2 separate regions of the Rattus norvegicus genome follow, and region 2 is linked to region 1. Evidence: chromatin contacts called from public Hi-C data. All regions are on one chromosome and are shown on one strand. Each heading gives the region's core, a stretch centred on a gene start, on an enhancer-like site or on the middle of the called end of the contact. The rest is flanking DNA. Distances are from core to core; before and after follow the strand shown. Region 1 overlaps LOC108348532 (a long non-coding RNA gene). Region 2 overlaps Atxn1 (ataxin 1).

Region 1 (6,798 bases), core at 2,160-4,659:
TCAGAGGTAAATCAAAACTACCCTTGATTTCTTTGGTAGGCGGAGCAGGGGCAGAGGAAGGACTCTGCAGAGAAGACCAGAGGAGCTGTAAAGCCATTTGATTCACTTTAAACTCTTAAGTAGAGAGGCTGTAGGGATGGCTCAGGGGTTAAGAACTCTGACTGGCCTGGCAGAGGAACTGGTTTCAATTCTCAACACCCACGTGACAGCTCACACGTATCTGTAACTCCAGTGCCAGGTGACCCTGTGTCCTCTTTTGTCTTTCAAGGGCACCAATCACATGCTGCACAGATACACACATAGGCAAAACACCCATACACATAAAATAAAAATTGATAGAAAAACAAAAAAAAAACTTAAGTAAAACATGACAACTTGGATTAACAAATAGAAAACTTTGTATGCATGTAAGGACATCTTATGAAAGAAGTTGGGGTGGTTCAAAGGGGGCTGAGGGGAAAGACAAGATCAGTAGAGGAAGGAGTTCCGAAGGAAGAGAAGGCAGGAGGGCAGATGAGGTGGCGCCCTCTGTCGCACTCTCTGCCACATCCACCCCACATCCCACCTCATACCTCACCCAAGACTCACTCGCTGACTTCTTAGCGAAAAATTCCAGACTTCATGGTGGCAGTTTAACAATATAAAATGAGATGGCTTTCCTGTTAACTTCTTAATATTTCATTGTTTTCCCTTGCCTACAGAAGTGGGGTGGTCCCCCCTCCTCCTCCTTCCTTCCCGAAATGCTGCACTTATGACTAAAACCTAACGTGCCCATTTTATCAAGCACCAGTCAGTTAGATGACAGAGAAATCAGATAACACTTGGAGGGGGAAATGGTCTATGTATCTTATAATCACGGTGTAGGGAAATTGTGATATGCTTTTAGAAAATTATTCATCTTCTTGTGAAACTCAGGAAGGTTCTTATTTCTCTCACCCCCCGGACAGGTGACAGTAACCTAAGGATGCACAAGGAATGTCACTCATCGGTGCTGAATTCCCCAGGGTAAACCAGTGACAGAACCAAAGCACAGCGGTAATAGTAAGACAGGGTACAGGTGTCGTCAAAACAGCGTTGTTTCAACCAATGAAGAAGTATATACACAGTGGGGGACCTCTGAGACTGTATTGAAATCGGGAAACTCTTGGAGCTTCATGACATTAATGTCATAGTAAAATAGACCATGTATTTGTGACCATGGTTATGTGAACTAAACCACCAATCTGGCCCTTATGTAAAGGTTCACCCTAAAAACTATATACATACACAGTACTTGATAATGATGATGTCTGTCATTTCAGGGAAGTCATGACAGGAACTCACACAGCTAACCACATCACAGCCACAGCTGAAGACAGACTGGATCTCACCCACACAGGCTACCTGCTTAATTGTGCCCAGACAGCTTTTTTTTCACTACTCATCAGTTCAGTGCTAAGCCTATGAAATTGTCCCAACTGGTGTTCAGGGCGGACCTTCCCACCTCTGTTAATAATCAAAAACAAATCCCCTACAGATATGGCCACAGGCTGGTCTAGATAATTCCTCATTAAGACCCTCTTCCCAGGTGATCCTAGGTTTAAGCAGATAGTTAAAACTGATCAGCCTGGTTTATCATATTGGGGTTGGGGGAGCTTACTGTAAACATGGTGTATTACTCTTCAGTGGACCTTTTCACCCTGTGTTTATGCTTACAGTATGTGTTGATAGCATCGTTCTCTGGTGCTTGATTTAAGCTCATGCTTTGTTCATCCTGGACCCTAAATATAAAAAAAATCCACTGCTGATGTGACTAGCAAGAGGTCACATGGAGTAATTGACCTGGAAATGAAATTTTAAGTGATTAAGGACTATGGAGGTGAAAAATCGATGGCGGTTATTGCTCTCCAATCAAGCATGCCCCAGCTCGAAGCTACGGTCTTGAAAAATGTGTACAAGGGGATCGAAGCTGCTTAAGGATCTGATTTGTGGAAGTCGCTAGAAGGTGGCAATGGAATCCTAGCACTTGGGAGACAGAGACAAAAGGACCAGAAGTGTAGCGTCATCCTTGGCGACATGGGGAGTTAAAAGCCAACCCGCACTCTCTGAACTTCTATTTCCAAAAACTAAAAACTACCTAGATGAGGCTGGGTAAGATTTGGAGGAACCTCCAATGGCCTGGATCAAAGACCAGACAGAACTACAATGTATCCAAGCAGCAAGACAATGGGGACCATTTGCTGGACCCGCCCACAAGGTTGAGGTTCCAGGTGGTTTGAGCTAATCAAGGAGTGTTATTTTGTTACTCGATGTCAGAACAAGCAGTGGGTCTCCCAGGGCTGATGGCTCTTAGATACTCTGTGGAAGCTGACTGCCGGAGGGAGCTACTTGTAGAATAAGATCTTTAGTATGGATAGTATCTCCCTGTTCTGGAAATGGAGACCCGGAAAGCAGTCCCATCCGTAGGGAGGTAGAATTGGTGATCACTTTAAAGCTTTTAGACAAGGCAAGAGTCTTCTTTAAAAGCAGTGTTGATACAGGGCTGTAAATCGAGGCCCTTTTGCCACCTGGCATGATGGCATGGTGGCATGGTGAGGACCCCAGGACCTCCCAGCATGGCCTTCCAGTGTGTCAATATGCACCCTACTGGTGGCCTGCAGGAACAGAGAGAGGGCAAAGACAGTCCAACTCTGCTCCCTGGTGTCCCGCCAACTCCTTATGCCAGACCAAGAAGACCGTTTGGAAAATGGTTTTTGATGCTTTGCTTGTGTAGGTGCGTGTACACAAGTTGACTCAATGATGTCCCGATGACACATTTCAAACCTGGTAACATGTGACCATACTCCGGACCTGTACCAGGCACTAGTCCAAGTACTTTGTGTCTATCCACACCTGTGAGGTGGGGTCTATCCGTCCCATTTTCTATGTGAGTAAACTGAGGTTCAGAGGGTTTAAGTCATGACTAATCGATGTCAGATCATCAGGAGTCCAGCTGCACATGCTCCTGAATATAGCCTTTTGATCATGGTGCCTTGCCTTTGAAGTTTGCCAGTAGGTCTAAACGCTACTTTAGAAACTGCTGATGGCATGTGCGAGCTTGCTTTTAGAGGGTTGGCAGCCAGAATCTCAACTCATCCACACTGTGCTAGCTTGCTTCCCAGCATCTGCACACACCCCTGAATGTTTATAACTGACACAGCCACTTGAATCAGTCACTGTCAACTCCCATCCGCATTCTGCCCCAAAATGCCCACATGACACCATGCTAGGCTCTCAGCCATGCAGGGCGCACATTATCTACGATTTCTTCTCTTCCCACCCGCCTGCCGCATTTGTCCGATCCCCTAACTTACTGTTTCATAGGGCTGCTGTGGGCTCATGAAGTCTCTCAAGTAGGATCTGATTGCTGCCTCTACCTTAAGCTTGGCCCATTTGCAAAAGCCAGTGCTGTTTTTAGTACAGTGCCCAGCTCAGAAAGTCCCCGAGGATCAGAGAAGCGGCTTGTTCATGGAAATCTTTCTCCATACATCACCGATCTGAGGCATAATCTGTAATTGCGTACATACAATGCACTCAGTGGTCACATGTTCCCCCTCCCACTTCTGGGAAACTAGAGCTGGGAAAAAAATATTCAGAACCTTAACTGGGCTCTTGCTGGTGAAGCAGAAGATTTCAGGTGAGCAGTGGATTCGCAGAGTGGATGCAGTGACCTTTGTGATTTGCAGTGTTTTCATTCTGCAGCTTGCACGGCAGGGACCCTGACTTCAGAAGCTCTGATGGCCTGAGGCTGTGTTGGAGAGAAAAAGAAATAAAGACAGCCTGCCCTACTTCCAGCTTGTCTAGTAATCTCCCTGTGCAGCTGGGAACCTGAACCGGGCAAGACTGTGTGGATGAGCGACCTCTAGTGGCTGTGATTGGGAAGTGCTCCCCGGCTTTGAAGACTGCTCTTGAAGGCTGTAAGACAGGTTTGTGTCCATCCTCGGCTGCGCCGCAGGAAGATTTAGATGAGATATAAACATACAAATGTAAGGAGCTTATCCTTCAGGCCGAGGAAGTCAGAAGAACACACGGCTTCTCTACTGAGTTGATTGCGTAGGAACTTCCTAGGAGGCAAAGTAGGTAACTCAGGAAGCTGAGCCCAGAGGGACAAAGGAACTTTAGAGAACTGTCCGGTGGAAGGCCATCTTTGGATAGGAGAATAGCCCAAAGCAGGCAGGAGAGGGAAAGAATTCCTGATGCGTGCAAAAGGGATTTCAAGGGAAAAGGATCAAGTCTGAGTAATATTGGGTTGCCTGTAAAGTAGGCCTGAGCTGGGAAAACAGTTCAGTCTGGTGTGTGTGTGTGTGTGTGTGTGTGTGTGTGTGTGTGTCTGTCTGTCTGTCTGTCTGTCTGTCTGTCTGTCTGCCTGCCTGCTTGTCTGCTGTCTGTCTACCTGTGTGTGTCTGTATATCTGTGTACCTGTGTGTGTCTCTTTGTGCTTGTGTGTGTGAATGTGTGTATCTGTGTGTGAGTGTATATGTTTCTCTGTGTGTGTGCATGTGTGTGTGTGTGTGGCTGTGTCTGTATCTCTATGTCCCTGTGTGGGTCTCTATGTGTCTTTAAGTGTGTCTGTGTGTGTGCCTGTGTGTCTCTGTGTGTGTGTTGTGTCTCTGTGTGTGTCTGTGTGTGTAGGTGTATCTGCATGTGTGCCTGTGTATGTCTGTGTGTGTGTGTGTTTGTGTGTGTGTCTTTAAGTGTGTCTGTCTGTGTTTGGGTCTGTGTATGTGTTTTTATGTGTCTGTATGTCTGTGTCTGTCTGAGTCTTTAAGTGTGCCTGTGTGTCTGTATGTCTGTGTCTGTGTGATCTGTGTATCTTTAAGTGTGTCTCTGTGTCTGTGAGTCTGTGTCTGTGTGTGTCGTTAAGGATGTCTGTGTGCGCACCTGTGTGTGTCTCTGTGTGTATCTGTGTATGTGTCTCTGTGTGTCTGTGTGAGTCTTTAAGTGTGCCTGTATATCTGTGTGCCTATGTGTCTGTGTGTGTGCCTGTGTGTGTCTCTGTCTGTGTCTGTGTATGTGCCTGTGACTGTGTGTGTATGTGTATGTATCCGTGTGAGTATTCACACACACACACACACACACACACGCTCAGTAGCGTGCTTATGAAGATCAGAAGATAAGAGTTGGTTCTCTTAGCCCTGCAGTGAGTCCAATAATTAAACTTGGGTCATCAGGCTTGGTAACAAGAACCTTAGCCCCCAGAGCCACCTCACTTGTCGACTTGGGCTCCTGGTGATATACCCTTCTTGGACCACCCCTGCGAAAAACTATCTCATCTCCCAGCCTGGGCAACTCCTTTGCCCCAAATGTACGTGTGGCACATTTTGTTCCAATGACAAAAACACCAGGGTCTGTGAGCTCAACCCCACCAGGGCTGAATAGTTAACACAGGTGAGTGAAATAGACAGCAAGGAAGACTCTGGCATTCCAATGCTGCTAATTTTAATTTTCAGCTTTTAGTCACATTGGCCAGCCTAGAGTAGTGAGTACAGGTGGAAAGAGTAGAGGTTATGAAGTCAAAAGGAGAATTAAAGCCTGTGGAGGCAGGGGAGTCCCTGAAATAATCCAAGAGTAAGACAAGAATGAAACCCAGTTCAGTGCGACTCAGTATCCACCACTGGCTCAAGCTCTGAGAGTCTCACTTCAGTTCATTTATTTAAGCACTGCACAATTTGGGGAGAGGAGAGGGTTCTGATGACAATTAACCCAGTCCTAAGTGTACAACAAATTTAAGGCAAATTGAGATTCTTTACAAAGTGCATCTGGCTTCTTTCTCAAAGATGGGTATCGTTGACTCAGAGATGGTGCCCAAGATTCAGGGTCTAGGGAGAATCACTGAGTTTTACATAATGCTCATGGGTGTCAGGATTGAACTGGCCCTACGATAACACAGAAGCCACTTAGGCTGTTGTAAAGCACAAGCAACATCACTCATAAGAATGACTTTTATGCCCTGGAAGCAACGCTCAAGATTTAGGGGGAAATGGGTCTGGCATAGCAAAACATGAACTCTAGGGACTATGGGTAAAGCCTGAAACAACAGATACCGAATGGTCTGCATGTGGTAAACTACGATCTTTTCTCCTAGCGTTCTGGGAGAACAGCTAAGCAACTTCTTCCTTTAAAGAGCTAAACTGCCCGTTTAACTTTTCCAGCTTCTCCGGTGCTTATCTGTATGCGGCATTTTTGCCCTTCTGCAAAAAAAAAAAAAAAAAAAAAAATGCCCGTCCAGTAGTCAGCAGTTCTGGGGGATTTTTATAATCAAGAGCACAGATCTGGGCTGGTGAGGGGCTGGGTCCACACAGGTGCTTGTGGCCAAGGCTGATGATCTGAGTTCGATTCCTGGAACCCACTTGGTAGAAGGAGATAGCTAACTCCAGAGAGTTGTCGTTTGACTTCCTCACAAATGCCATGGCACATGTCCGCCCACATACATACATGCTCCCCACAAACAAACAAACAAATAAAGGTGATATTATTTTAAAAAAATAATAAGGAACCCAGATGTGCTGCCAAATAACCCCTGTCTTACCAGCAGTATAATCTCATGTGAAATCTCTCCATGTTGAAAGAATGTTCAATCATCTTTCAAATAAAACATCCTGTGTCTCCAGTGAAATATTTGGCCTTATATCCCTACTTTATGAACTGAGGTGCACGTTAACCAAGTTTAGCTTGAGTCTCTGGCTTGAGAAACCTTTTCTGACAATTCTTATGGTCCGAGGACACCTCCCGGCTTTGGTTTCCGTAGGCATCTCTTTTGTTTGTTTGTTTTTATGTGTG
Region 2 (6,409 bases), core at 3,088-5,587, 520 kb before region 1:
GAGAAGAAGGCTGACAGAATGCACATGCTGCTGGCTTTGTGTGTATGGAGGGGACCAAGTTCCCAGCCACTCAGAGCTCTGCTGGGATATAGCTAAGGCCTTCGTAAGCCAGCACATCACTCAAGGTGACACTGTCATTTTCTCCCATTGTGTTGAAGTTGTCTTTACACAGGTCCCTCAGACGATTGCCAGTTCTCGAGGTTAACTTGAAAACCTTAGATTATTCCTCTAGATATCTTGCACGGAAGGCGCCTGAGTTACGTTAGTTGGATACGGGATTGAATGTGTGAAATGGGGGTTGGCTGTACCAGGGTGGCAAACTGCATAGGATCACATAGGACGATCCTGAGATTAATGAGATTGACCTGTAATTAGATTGACATAATGCTGACCCCAGGGCTGGGGAGATGCATTCGTGGGTAAAGTTCTTGCTGTGTGAGGATGAAGACCAGAGTTCAGACCCTCAGAGTCCACGTAGAAGCCATAAGGCTCAACAGTCTGCCTGCAGTCCTAAGTGCCCTGGAGTTGGAGACAGAAACAAGGGGTAGCCAGACTGGCCGACCAGTGATCTCTACCAAGTGAGCAATGCTTCAGGCAGAAAGGCAGAGAGAGTGATCAAGAAAGATACCTGGTGGGCTGGGGATTTAGCTCAGTGGTAGAGCGCTTACCTAGGAAGCGCGCAAGGCCCTGGGTTCGGTCCCCAGCTCCGGAAAAAAAAAAAAAAAAAAAAAAAAGAACCAAAAAAAAAAAAAAAGAAAGAAAGATACCTGGTGTTAGTCTTGAGTCATCACATAAATACAGACAGACAGACACACACATGCTCATGAGTCTACACACATGTAGCTATGTATACACATACACATAAAAGTAAGATCTTTTAAAAATGTCGATTCCTTGGACTGTACACTACAGACTATGATCCCCATATTCTGACAGCACTTAACAGCGCTTAATAGAGACTCCAGCAGGAGTGTCAAGCCTTTGTGACATTGTGACAGGGTGCTGTGATCAGTAGATTAGTGGGTCACCTTTGTAGAAATCCTGATCCACAGGTTAGACGTGCCCGATGAATCCCCAAACTCCAAAGTAGGAAATTGGACTAGAAATGAGTACACTCTCAACGGCAAGTCCATTAAGATTAATTAATCCACGGCTTTAGGCTGCTTAGGGATAACTGCTAGAAACCTTTGCTGTCTTGTCTCAGAAGCCCGCACAGCTAGGAGGCACACGATCCTTTTTCCCCCCTCAGAAATATCCTAAACCAAACCAAACCAAAACAAAGCAAAAAATCCCAAAGGGCTAAACTAATGTCCAGCGTCCATACAGGTCTGTCTATGGCAACATTCTTCATCTTTGGGAAACTTCACTCTCAGCCTCCTCTACCTCCATGAACAGCTGAGGTAAACAGGCCTCAAGGGGGCCAGCTTCAGCGCCTTGCAGGGCGTTACTTAAATCTCACTTATTCCCTAGGGAGTCCAATGGTTGTGTAAAAACTAAACGCAGCCCAACCCCATCAAAACAAAAGGCCTTGGCATGGAAAGCTTTCAACTGTCATCTTGTCTCCCCACCCCCACACATACTGAGTCGTAATTCCCCAAAGTTCCCAAAAGGCACACGCTTGGCAATCGAACACCACCACAGCATCCCTAGAGTGACAATCCGGCTAGAGTTGGTGCCTCAGCATTCTGTGGGGCCCAGCTTCTCCACTGGGAGCTAAAGGCGTCCTGAAAGTGGAGGGTGGTTGAACGCAGAGGAGAATACACTCTCTGGGGAGCGGGTGACACTCCGGCTACCTGCTGTCTCGGGGTGTTGAGAGTCAGGAAGCCAGACATTCTGGCTTCAAGGTGCTGCCCTAGGGACTGTAAGGAGGGAAGTCCTGTGGCTCTCTGGCATCAGGGCGACAAGGTCTATTTACAGTAACAGTAGACCAGCCAAGCCATCGCAGGCATGAGGAGCGGGGCAGGCAAGCAGCATTTGATGAACGTTCTGTGTAAACATGGCCGTCCTACTGCTGCATGTTTTCTCCTTCGCTCTCACGCTGCCCCACAAGCAGAAACGATTGCTTCATTTAGGAGCAAGCTGAAGCTTAAAAAAAAAAAATCTTCCTCAAAATGGTAAGCATTGCAGGATACATTGCAGATGCAGGACTCGAACCTGGGCCTGCCTGGTTTTTAACATGTTCTTAGCGCGTGCACATCACAATGCCTTCTAGAAGGCAATGTTGTTTTTAGGCCTGATGATGGGATTGGCCCACCTTGAAGATGAGGCTTCAGATTCAGTGTTTCTGCTCAAGGTGTGGGCTATGCCACATACTGTAGTCTGAACCTCTGGCACTGAGTCATGCCTGTAATAAGAAAGCAATCATTTCCTAAGGCCTATCTGGTACCCACATCACTGATGTCACATTCGATGGGTGCTTACTAGATGGGCGGATGAACCGGAGTCAGTGTGTGAGAGAATAAATGCATGAATGAATGAAGGCGAGGCTGACAGGCTCATCAGGGACTCAGCCAGCAACGTTGGTTTAGTTCATCACTGTAATCCCGTACCTGAGAAAGTGGACTTCCATGCAAGCAAATGTTTTAGTTGTCATTGTTCTGAAGGCCCTCATTAAATATCAAGTAGCCTTAATAACCTAGGCTCTGGTGACGGTGGCATGTGGTGGTAGCATGTAACAGAACCCCTTACCTCACAAGCCAGCAAGCAGAGACGAGAACGAGACCAGGGTCCCCCATACCCTAGTATCAAGAGCATCCCCATAATGCTCCTGGAACCTCTCTGTGGAACGCTACCCCCTGAGCCAAAGAGCGGCCATCTTTAGTACTATTTCAGTCATGCTGCTTGCCAAAGATCATCTCGGCTGGGCTTGTTGACTGCTGATGCTCCCTTCAAGGAAGGAGAAATGAGGAGGGTCCCATGACCCTCCATCTATGCAGTTTTGGGGAGGCCCTCATCCATGATGGGGGAAGACTTCTCAGTGCAGCTGAAGGGGGCCACCCTCAGTCCCTCCCTCGCGATCTGTAAGAAAGCCCGATAAATGTATTGGTTCCTCAGGGAGACCTTTGATGGGAATCAAACTTTGCTTTATCACTAGAACTCTCAATGAGGAAGGGGTAGATACTCCCTATCCCCTCCCAGAGAGAAGATCACTTCCTAATACTGTGTCCACAGGGCTAAAGCCTTTTATACACGAAGCTCTGGGAGACACGCCTCTAAGTCACAGCACCTATATGGACACTGACAAGTCAATAATAATAATAATAATAATAATAATAATAATAATAATATATCTATCTATCTATCTATCTGGAGGACGTGGTTTTGAGTCGTGACATGATATTTGGTGATGGGGAAACAGGCTTGGTGTGTGGTGGGTCTGAGCTTCTTTGGAGGCAGCGGCCCACCTAAGACAATGCCGATTTCTACTGAGAACCGAGCTCCGTCTGAAGCCCACGTTCCCTTTGGAAAGCTCCAGCTCAGAGGAACAGATATGAGAGTGGGGTTTTATCTGGGTCAATGAGCGTTCCTTCACGTTTCTGTGCTGCAGGTCCAAAACTGAAATACTCTCAAAGTCAGAAATGAGCAAGCATTGCCGGACGTTCAGTTTCGAAACTGAAGCATTGATCGTTTGTAGGAGAGGTGCTTAATGTGAGAGGTAAGGAGAGAATTCCGTTCTGCAGCCTAAAGGAGCTAATAAAAAAGTGTGCAGGCAGTGATTATGCACTGGGAGGCATTGGGTAAGCCCTTCCTGCTCCATGGGCAGATAATCGCATGCCCAGTTCTCATTTATACAAAGTGTTAGCACTCGTTTCCGAAATGCACTTCCGCTTTTCCATCTCTTACTGCTCAGGGACTCTGGTGGATTCCTTGGGATCCTGCACACTCACAGAGGTACTCAGATACCAGATAATAAATCAGGGGAGAGACAGGTCGTGTGGTTCACTGGTCACTATTAAACCCACCCAGACTCATCTTGGTTCTGTCCTGTAGCCCCTTCTTCGGGGCTAACACTCACCACTCAGAGTTTGCTGCAAGCTATTATGAGGGAGCTAAACATAAAACACCATCTGCATAATGAAACACTGATCCCCAAGAGTGTGGCGCCCACGGCACACATGAATGCTAGACAGAAGATAACCAAATGTCTAGACTTATTCAAACCTGCTTTGAGTAGCTCCAGTTTGTAACTAGCTGCTTTCTCAGCTTGAGAAGCAGACGCTAGCTTGAAGACGGATATCCGTAACTGAACAACAAGCTGGCCCTCTGGGACCTCCTCACCCAGGTCTTTCTGAGTTTATCTGTACGCACACAATAATGGCTCCTTAAGCTGCCATCAGCTTTCTAAAAATACACACTGTTTGAAGCATGCCCAGGAAAAAGTCTTGGCCCTTCCTTCCATTCACTATGTTGGTGGGCTGGAGTTTTTCTAAGTGGATTCCACTCTCCAGCCTTTTCAAATTAAGTTACCAGGGTTGTATAATTTAAGGATGTATGGACTTGGGTCTTGTCACAGTGAGCTAAAAGCACAGTTGTGTCATTCTAGAGCAAACAACAGTTACAATCAGCCAAGGACCCACAGATCCTGTATCTGTAGGCTCCCTATCCACAGATTAACCAACTGCAGGTCAGAATCATTTTGGAAACCAAACCGAGAGTGTCCCTTGAAAAGCAAAATGTGGATTTGCTACAAACTGAACACTGTGTCAAAAGCACATGGCTGGAGTGATGTCAAACACTGTCAGTGGGCATTGTAAGTAATTTATATAAAATATATTCAAGACCAGGCATAGGTTACATTGAGTGAATATATCTCTCTTATTTAAGGGACTTATGCAACCTCAGATTTGGTAGTCATAGGTGGACATAGTTCCTCCCCACCCTGAGGATAGCAAAAGACAGCTGTTCTCCCTGTCCAGGCTTTGCCCAAGAAACCTTAACATTACCTCATTCGGTTTCTATGACAACACCCCTGACAAATCCAGTTTCTAGGAATGAGACCAACCCTGTGCCAGGACACCTTGGTTCCTATAGTAGATGCGGTAATTTTAAGACATAAGGGATTAGATGAGAAGATAGTTTTAATATTATGCTGTAAAACGAGTGCTGGTTTTGATTTCACTCAGGAGCAACTGCTGGTTTCCCCCAGGCAGGTGGGAGACATAACTTGGTGGGAAGCGAGAAGGCGAGAAGGCGATGGAGTCACGGAGCCACGAGTGAGTCTCGGATCCCACTCACCCCGCCTTGGGGAAATGTGTGGACGCTCATGTGACAGCTTTACATACCCGATGCCCACATGCTGGAGTAAATTAAGGAACTCCTCCTCCCCCCCCTTTTTTTTACCAGGAAGCTTGTTATAGGAAAAGCAAAAGCAAACGTGCAGCCTCATTCGCTCTACTGATGAAGGGCCCATATGCAAAGAGGTCCTGAGGGCTCCCTGATTCTGTTGGAGGCAAAAGGATCTCAAGGCAGGGGCACAGAGAGGAAATATTTAACTTCCCCTTCTCCTCCTTTTAAAATGCGAGTTGCCAACCGTGGGAAGGTGGGGGCAAAGGTCATAGGAACACAATTTCATTTATCCATAGAAACAATGTTTTGTCGGCTCATCTTTAGTAACATCTTGCCTGCTGTGTGCCCTGCAACCAGCATTGGTTTTCCCGTTTCTGTAAAATGATGTTGGTGGTTTGAAAAAAATACGTCGATAGTTTATATCGATTTAATTATGGCGAGGACTTGAAGCAACAGCGCTTCTTTTCTAGAAGGACCCCATAGTTTCATGTAAAATGACTTCTCCCTAAACTGTCTAAATTAGAGAGATTTTGCTAGCTCAATAATGAATACTGCATCTCACATCTCCTTTCCCCTTTCTCCTCTCCCCGGGGCCTTTTGAAAGAAACGGTTTGCTGTAACCATGGAGCACGCAACAGGGAAATCTATAAAATATAAGAACAAAATGTACTTTATAGGGTTGTGGTGGGGGGAAATCTAAGAAGAACATCTGAAAAAAAAAAAAACCACTCAGTAGAGTGGCTGACATATGTTCAATATACATTAATGTCAATTATGATTATCAATCCTCTCTGGTCATGAACCTAAAGCAGTTTTCAACCTGGTTTGCTTGGATACCTGTACAATCCTGACGCACAGTCTGAGCTCCTAATTCCATCCCAGTTCACTGTACTTTGCCTGGGTGGCTCACACCTTCCACTCTGCAGTCTGGCGATGCATGAGGGCACTGGAATTCCTCCGTTGTACATTTTCATTTTCACTGGATATCCAGTAGAATGTGGCTTATACCTCACACAACGCAGGCTTTTATTAAATATTTATTGGACAAATACACGAATATAAGCAATACTTGTAAATAAGCAAATATATGACGGAATATATCTAGGAGTGTAACAGCCGGGTG

What was found. Hi-C and Micro-C count contacts between places; a contact is called where the count stands out from the background.
Region 2: a Hi-C map of frontal cortex shows a contact between it and region 1, with 2.3 times the contacts expected there. The contact joins two enhancer-like sites. A contact is called at or near these places in 4 of 12 Hi-C or Micro-C datasets (Schwann cells, frontal cortex, kidney and 1 more).

The regions. Positions count from the first base shown.
Region 1 is chr17:18,739,027-18,745,824 of GRCr8, reverse strand. LOC108348532 (a long non-coding RNA gene) reads left to right here. Exons shown (of 4, transcript XR_001841837.3): 4 at 948-2,393. Among named protein-coding and RNA genes, the nearest start is that of Stmnd1, 120 kb to the right of the region's middle. Within about 2 kb of position 3,409, at least 10 of the 93 cell types and tissues checked have an H3K27ac peak or open chromatin away from gene starts, as enhancers often do.
Region 2 is chr17:19,259,584-19,265,992 of GRCr8, reverse strand. The region is part of intron 7 of Atxn1 (ataxin 1); the gene reads right to left. Among named protein-coding and RNA genes, the nearest start is that of Gmpr, 130 kb to the left of the region's middle. Within about 2 kb of position 4,337, at least 5 of the 93 cell types and tissues checked have an H3K27ac peak or open chromatin away from gene starts, as enhancers often do.